Regions from separate parts of the Sus scrofa genome. Here region 1 is linked to region 2. A link is a contact called in public Hi-C data. All regions are on one chromosome and are shown on one strand. The core of a region is the stretch at or near the end of the contact, and the rest is flanking DNA. Distances in the headings are between cores, read along the strand shown. Region 1 has its middle 240 kb from the start of FAM43A. Region 2 has its middle 88 kb from the start of FAM43A.

Region 1 (4,062 bases), core at 250-2,749, 150 kb before region 2:
CCACAGCTCACGGCAATGCTGAATCTCTAATCCACTGAGCAAGGCCAGGGATCGAACCTGTACCCTCATGGATACTAGTTGGGTTTGGAAACTGCTGAGCTACAATGGGAACTCCTGCCCCTTTGCTTTTTTCACTCAGTGTAGGCTTTGGGGGAATCTGTCCATATTGAGACATAAAGATTTAGTTCATTCATTTTAACTGCTGCTAATTAATATATATCACTCTTATTTTATTCATTATTTCCTTGATGGAAATTTATTTGCTAATTTTTTAATTTGGAAATTTAGGATGTTTACTTCATTATTACAACAGTGCTGAGCTGTCTCCTTACCCACATAGAAGAATTTTTCTAGGGTTGATACCTCAGGAATTTGCTAGGTCATATCATGTGTGTATTTTTCACTTAAGATGAAAACTGCAAAGCCGTCCTCTAGAGGCTGTGCTAATTTATCCCCTGACATGCAGCGTATATGTTCCTATTCCCTCACATTCTCAAATAGATTAGTATTGGACCTTTGATTTTTTTCAAGGCATGAGGAATGAAATGGTATCATAATGCTTTAATTTGTTTTCCATGAGTTCTTAGGAAGCTGAGCATTTTTTCAGGTGTTCATTGGCCCTTTGCGTTTCCTCTTCTGCGATTACCTCTTCATATCTCTTACCCTGCTTTCGGTTGGGCTGAATGTCTTTTTTCTCACTGAGATGTAGAAAGAAGGTCTTTATATACTCTCAAAATACTTTTTGGCTGTTGTATTTTCAGTTTCTAATGTCACTTCCTCGTGACAAGATATTTTGATTTTGATAGAAACTAATCTATTAATTTTTAAACAGTTTCTCCTTTTTATGTCTTGTAAGCTTTCTCTTACCTGCTGTCATTGAGATACATACGTACGTCTGGGTCACTGTGCTGTACAGCAGAAATTGACACAATGCTATAAATCAACCTCTAAGGCATATGCAGGGTGGGTTCAACCCCTATCATCTCTTTGAATCTCCTCTTCATTTGAGCATCCACATAGCTTTGGATCTTGGTTTTAGGTTGACCATTTTAATTTATGGTGTTTTACCTAGTATTTCCATGTGTTTGGTGCAAGATGGGAACTTGACACATTCCTGAAGGACTTCGATACCTAGAAAAGATTGTGCCATTTGCAAATAAGCAGCATGTACCATTCTAGAGGGCCAGCACTGCCCTGCTCTCTCAATCTAGGTGCTCGGTCTTTATCTTGCCCCAACTTCCCCCAAGATTCTGCCTCTGATGTCTTTGAAGTGCACTCTGCCCCAGGGGGCGGGGTCCTTCCTGCAGCTGGTGAGGACCTGATGGCCCTGGAGCATTGCTGCTGGCAGTGTCCGCCTGTGCTCAGTGACAATACAAACCCCTGGGGCTTGACTCAGCCCACGAGACATCCGCATTGGCATCTGTTTCAAGTGCATGCAAGGCGCCCAACAATTTGGGCGAGTAATAGCATTGAATTTGGCAAAGTTAGAAGCTGTGTCACTGAAAATAGCTCCCGGAGGTAACTCGACTTCTGCTTTAATTAGCCACTTTGGCTGGCGAAATGAGCTAAAGTTACCACGATCCAAAATGGATTAAGTTAAAAGTGAAGTGGTTAGAAAGTTACAGATCCTTCTCTATGCCACTGAAGATGAGCTTTCCAAGTCTCATGTAAAGAGAAAGGGAATCATTTAAAAAACCATTAGAAAATATGTAACTGATATATTATTTCCTCAAAATGTTGAAGCACGTTTAAAAATGTAGAGCAATATGACATTACGGTTTTTGTAAAACACAAAGAGACAGAGTCAGTTATAAAGGAGGCATTTCCCAGGAAGAGAAACATCATCTTTGGTCAGGCTTCTCAGTGGCAACAATAGAAAGCTGTTTTGCTCATTTAAACCAAAAAGAGACTTTAGAGCTTAGAAAATAGTCCATGAGTTCCCACTGTGGCTCAGCGGTAACGAACCCAACTAGTATCCATGAGGATTCGGGTTCTAACCCTGGGTTAACGATCCAGCATTGCTGTGGCTGTGGCATAGGCTGGCAGCTGCAGCTCCTATTTCACCCCTAGCCTGGGAACCTCTATATGCTGTGAGTTTGGCCCTGAACAAGAAAAGAAAATATCTCAGAACAGAGAAGGCTAGCAGTGCTCAGTTTCATACCCGAACTGCAGCCCAGAACCAGACTGGGGAGGATGCTGTTGTCACATCTGCTGGGAAATACAAGGCATCAGCTGGAATCCCTTCCACCCCGGGATGCCAAGCGCTTGTTACTGTTGGCTCCACCACTCCTGCTGCTGTCCCCTCCCTCAGGACTGGCATCACAACCACAGATTCTGCCATCCCTGGAATGCTTTTTCTGTTGACCCTATTGTTTTTTAACATCAGATCCTGGCTCATATCTGGGGCAGTGGAATCTGATTGGCTGAGTCTAACCATGTACTCCTGTCCTTGTTACAAGGGAGGCTGGAAAAACACAAATCTAGCCTTCTTGGCTCCACGGTGGGAGGAGGGCTCTGCTTCCTATCATGACTCATAAGGTGGTAAATTCACAAGCATGGGGGAAGGGTTTCAGATGCTGGGCTGTCAAAACAACAGCGATTACCAGACAAATGTTCTCTACAATTAGTTCCTGCCTGGAAAATGACATTTTAAAAGAAAAATACCTGGAAAGCATGTGAAAAGTTGACCCAGGATGACTGATTTGTCAAAAGATCAAAGGAATGTTTACCAAAAAAGGTTGAGTGGAAAATAACAACATCAAAGCAGGAGGAAATACAACTCATAAAAAAAAAAAAATCCAGATCAAGAGTAGGCAAAGGACTTGAATAGACATTTCTCCAAAAAGATAGACAGGCGGTCAATAAGCACATGAAAATGTGGCCAATGTCATTAGCCACCAGGGAAATGAAAATCTAAACCACAATGAGATACCAGTTTGCACCCACTGGGATGGCTTTAATCAAAAAGACAGATCATAACAAGCGTTGGTGAGAATGTGAAGAAATTGGAACTCTTATACACCACTCTACCACATTACATAGGTGGGAATGTAAAACTGGAGTCATTTTGGAAAACAGTCTAGCAATTCCTCAAATGGTCAAATGCAGAGTTACCGCATGACCCAGCAATTCTATTCCTAGGTATACATCCAAGAGAAATGCAAATGTACATCCACAGGAAAACCCATGTATGAATGTTTAGAGCATCATTATTCATAAAAGGTAGAGGATAGAAAAAATCTGAATGTCTTTCCACTGCTGAATGAATAAGCAAAATAAAATATGTCTATAGAATGGAATGTTAGTCAAGCGTAAAAAGGAATGAAGTGCTGACAATGCTACAACATGAATGTACCTTAAAAACATTATGCTAAGTAGTTCCTGTCATGGCTCAGCGGTTAATGAACCCGACTAGCATCCATGAGGACGCAGGTTTGGCGGGTTAAGGATCCCGCATTGCTGTGAGCTGCGGCATAGGTCGCAGATGCAGCTCGGATTGCTGTGGCTGTGGTGTAGGTGAGCAGCTACAGCTCTGAGTGGACCCCTAGCCCAGGAACCTCCGTATGCCATGGGTGCGGTCCTAAAACACCAAAAAACAAACAAACAAACAAAAAACTTTATACTGAGAGAAGCCAGTCACAAAAGACCACACATGATATTATTCCAGCCCAGAATAGGCAAATCTACAATAGAGCTAGTAGATTGTGGTTGCTTAGGGCTGAAATTGGGGGTTAGAGCTTGGAAAGTGATAGCTTAAGTGTTCAAGTTTTTTTATGATGAAATTGTTCTAAAATTGTGGTGTTAGTTGCACATATCTGTAAATATACTAAAAACCATCAAGTCATACACTTTTAAGGAGTGAATTGTGTGGTAGGGGAATTATATCACAATAAAGCTGTTATTAAAGAAAAAGATTTGCTTATTATAGAGAAGGAGAAAGAAAGGGAAAAATGATAATTTACTTAGTGTTAACATTGGGGGATATTTCTTTTCCCTCTTTTTCTAGGCAAATTTTTTGTTTGTTTGTTTGTTTTGTTTTGTATTTTGTCCTTTTAGGGCCAC
Region 2 (4,028 bases), core at 357-2,856:
GATAGGATTAAAAACTGATGCAGCCACTCTGGAAAACAGTCTGCCTCAAAATGTTAAACACAGAATTTACCCTATGACCTAGCAATTCCACCCCTGGAATATAGATAGTCAAGAGCAGTGAAAATATATGCCAAAAAAAACTTGTACATGAGTGGCTGTAGTGATATTCATATCAGCCAAAAGCTGGAAATATTCAAAATGTCCATCAACAGATGAATGCATAAAGAAAATGTGGCATAGCCATACAATAATAAAATAAATAAAAAGTAAAAAAATTAAATAATAAATAAAAATAAATAAGTAATGATATGTACCTTAAAACATTATGCTAAGTGCAGAAGCCAATTACAAAAAGCCACGTGCTACACGATTCACTTTATGTGAAATGTCCAGAGTAGGCAAAATTATAGACACAGAGAGTAGATTAGTGGTGACCTGGAACTGGGAGTTTTGCAGGGAAATGGGAAGCGACTACTAATAGGTACAGGGTTTCTTTTCAGGATGATGAATATATTTTAAAATAGATAATGATGATAGTTACATATATTCATAAATATTGAATGTACCCTATAAATGAATGAATTAAATGATTTGCGAATAAATCTTTTATTTTAAAAATGTTTTCTGAAATATGCATATGTATACATATATATCTATAATAAATACAGTTATATACTTGCATTGGTACGTGTATACATATATGTGTGTGTGTGTGTGTGTGTGTGTATACACACATACCGATGCCAAGGCCCATATCTGCAGTAACTGAATCAGTAATTGAATTCTGGAAGCAGGCCCCAGATACCAGTATCTTTCCTTTTCTTCTCATTTAAGCTCTCCCGTTGGTTTCAGTGAGAGTGAGAATGAGACCCACTGCTCTACAGATTTTATCAACTCCCCACCCCCTTCCAAACTGATACATCCATGCCTAATTTCTCCTCTGAGCTCCCAATTATATATCTGACATCCTGCTTCATGTGGCCGCTTGGATGTCCCAGTGGCTCCTTACCACAGCAGACTCAAACCAAGCCTGCCCTTCCCCTCCACCTACTCCTCCTCTGTGTCCCCTGCTCCCCGAAAGGCACCGGCCTGCTCCCAGTCACCCAGAGTTGACCCTGGGCAGACCTCAGACTCATTCCTCCTGTCTTCACACATCCAATGGGTCACTAAGCCCTGTGACTAATTTTCAGCCTACCTTTTAATTACTTTTAAGTACCTCTAGGATCAGATTCTGCTTTTTCATCCTCTCTGACTCCACCTATCTCTGTCCAGGCCCTGATTCTGTCTCACCTGAACTATTTTAACAACCTCCATCTGGCCTCCTTCTCCCCAGCCTTGCTCCCCTCCAGTCCTCCACACAGCCAGCACAAGGACGCCTCCAAAACCCCCATGCAATCATGCTGTTCTCTGCTGAGAACCTCCAGTGACTCCCGCCGCCCTCCAGACAGCCCTGTGCCTCCACCCTGACCCTGCTGATGGACCAGCCTCACGGTCATTGCCTCCTGGCCACACCGGATCTGACCTGCATTTCCCTTCCACACACTCCCAGTGCCTCCCGCCTGACCCAGGCTGCTCCTCCCCCATCTGGCTCTTCTATTTGCCACTCAGCCTTCAGACACCCATAGGGATGACCTCACTCCTGAAGCTTTTCATGACGTCTGCCACCACCCTGTGCCCAACATGTACTTAGGAATTGTGTCCTGTCGCTGTCACCTCCCCGAGACAGGGGTGACATTTACCTCTGAGCCTAGCACAGGGTGGGCCTGGCCTGGCATGGGTATTCAGGGAATGGGTATTCAAATGAATGAATGAATGAGTGAAAGGATAGTGAGAAGTCTTATTCTAGGGGAGGTGGGTGTGGCGCTGTGTAGCCGTCTGAGAAGGGAACGCTGAGCCTATCCTGTGCTGGCCACGGTCATCCCACCTTCAGATACACCCAAGAATTTGTTTTGCATTCTATACCCTAACAGGGATGTTGCAAGAGCACAAATAATCCTTTATTTTCCTAATCTGAGAAATGGGGATAGTAATATCCAATTAGCAGGAGTGCCATGAGGATCAGGGAAGGAATAGATATGAATATGCTTTCAAAATTATAAATGATCATTTGAACATGAGGGATGAACGTCCACTGCCCTGGCTTGGCAGAAGCCTCTGTGTCAGGGGTTCAGAGACTGTCCAGTGTGGAAAGGTTGACACAGCTGACATAATGGTGGCCCTGTCTGCCTGGCAGTGTCCCCGGAGAAGGCAAGGCTGTACTTGCAGGGTGGCCTTGCACCGTCAGCTATCCCTGTGGTCAGAGAGGAGGATGTGGGGGTTTAAGTCCAGCTCCTTAACTGACCCAAGGCCCCACCTGGCCATAAACTTGGAGTTTGCATGCAGGCAGTGAGGAGTTCTCTCTCCACCTGTGGTTAGCAGCCTGCAGGGCCTTAAAAATAGTGCTGGGAAGATATTTTTAGTACATCATCCTGAGGCGTGGCTGGAGCCTGTGGCCTCCTGTGACGCATGAAAATTGTTTTGGCTCTGTTCGGGAGTGATTCAGACAGCTGGTTTTGGACTTCGGGGGCGTAAAAATAAAAACAAGGTGGGGGAGGCTGGGTTCCAGCCACAGGGAACCCCTGCCCCCACAACATCTGAATAATTGCTCTTGAGAAAGTTGAAGCCAAGCCTTGGTTCTCTGGAGATTTCACAGATGACCGTTCCGGCAGGAAGGTTTCAGGTCGGTGAGCGGGGACAAAGAGCAGAATGAGCCCATGTTACAGGTCAGAGACTGAGGCTGTGAACAGGTGCTTGACTTGCCCCAAATCTTCCGATATTTACGTGGAGGGACCTCATCTGGATCCAGGTCTAATTCCCAAGCCCCTGCTGTCTTGCCAATTTCCCTACTGAAAGAAGGCTTCAAAGTCTACAAAGCACTTCCATAAACATCATCTCTTTGATCCTCTGTCAGGTAGATTATGATTCTTATTTACAGGGGAGGGACCGAGGCTCAGAAAGCAAAGTGACTCGCTCCCATCTCACACCCGATGAGCCCTCAAGACACACCAGGGCCCCCAGAGGACAAGTTCCTGGCACGTGGGGGGCTAAGGAGAACGACCAGTGGCCTTGTGCAGGAAGGGGGCTATGGACACAAACTCTGCGACACCTGACAGGCCTGGGTCCATGCTCGTGGGAGCCTCCAGGAGACAGGGAAGCAAATGCAGAGGGACCCAGAGCCTCTGTGGAAAAGGCGGGAGGATGAACTAAGGGCTTGACACTGGCTGGGGGACCTGCTGCTCCCAGAGGAGCCTGGTGGGCAGCGCTCAGGTAAACAGTGAGCACTGAGAGGGAGCCTGAGCCGGTCGGTGGTGGCCCAGTCACTTCCACTCCCACTACAGCCCTGCACGTGGCTGCCAGGGCTGTCACCTTGGTCACTGAGAGAATGAGCATGTCCAATTGGCTCTAGATGTCATGTGAGGAATGGCTAATAAAAACCACCAGCCTGTGGGGATGCATTTCACTCTCTGGGATCAGCAACACAAGTGGACAAGAGAACATGCATCTGCAGCGCCTCGTCGTGTTGACTCAAAACAACACGGAAGCAGGAGAAACCACATGAAATCCTGCCATGCAGACCTACTTAAAGCTTGGAGACCATCACTCACCCCAGACATGTCTTGCACTTGTAAGAATGTGTACAATTCTACACAAATGAGAAAATTCCATGCTGTACTATCTGCTCTCTTTTGACTTACATTAACTAGTCAATCATATATCAATAAATACAAATCTGTATCATTTAAACGACTGTACCCCATTCCATGGTACAAGTGCACCTTCCTTTAGTATTCTTCTAACTGCGATTCACATTGTACTTCATGTCTACACCATCTTTCACAATCCTTAAATCGTGCACCTCAATCAAAATGCACAAAAATTGGAGTTCCTGTCATGGCGCAGTGGTTAACGAATCCGACTGGGGACCATGAGGTTGTGGGTTCAATCCCTGGCCTTGCTCAGTGGCTTGAGCATCCGGTGTTGCCGTGAGC

The links. Hi-C and Micro-C count contacts between places; a contact is called where the count stands out from the background.
Region 1: a contact with region 2 is called in a Hi-C map of skeletal muscle, with 4 times the contacts expected there. The contact joins two enhancer-like sites. A contact is called at or near these places in 3 of 47 Hi-C or Micro-C datasets (psoas muscle and skeletal muscle) and 1 of 2 datasets of contacts at active chromatin or transcription factors (skeletal muscle).

Annotation. Positions count from the first base shown.
Region 1 is chr13:131,903,333-131,907,394 of Sscrofa11.1, reverse strand. No RefSeq gene overlaps it. Among named protein-coding and RNA genes, the nearest start is that of FAM43A, 240 kb to the right of the region's middle. Within about 2 kb of position 1,499, at least 2 of the 83 cell types and tissues checked have an H3K27ac peak or open chromatin away from gene starts, as enhancers often do. A contact at or near this core is called in skeletal muscle, where this site is marked.
Region 2 is chr13:131,748,524-131,752,551 of Sscrofa11.1, reverse strand. No RefSeq gene overlaps it. Among named protein-coding and RNA genes, the nearest start is that of FAM43A, 88 kb to the right of the region's middle. Within about 2 kb of position 1,606, at least 9 of the 83 cell types and tissues checked have an H3K27ac peak or open chromatin away from gene starts, as enhancers often do. A contact at or near this core is called in skeletal muscle, where this site is marked.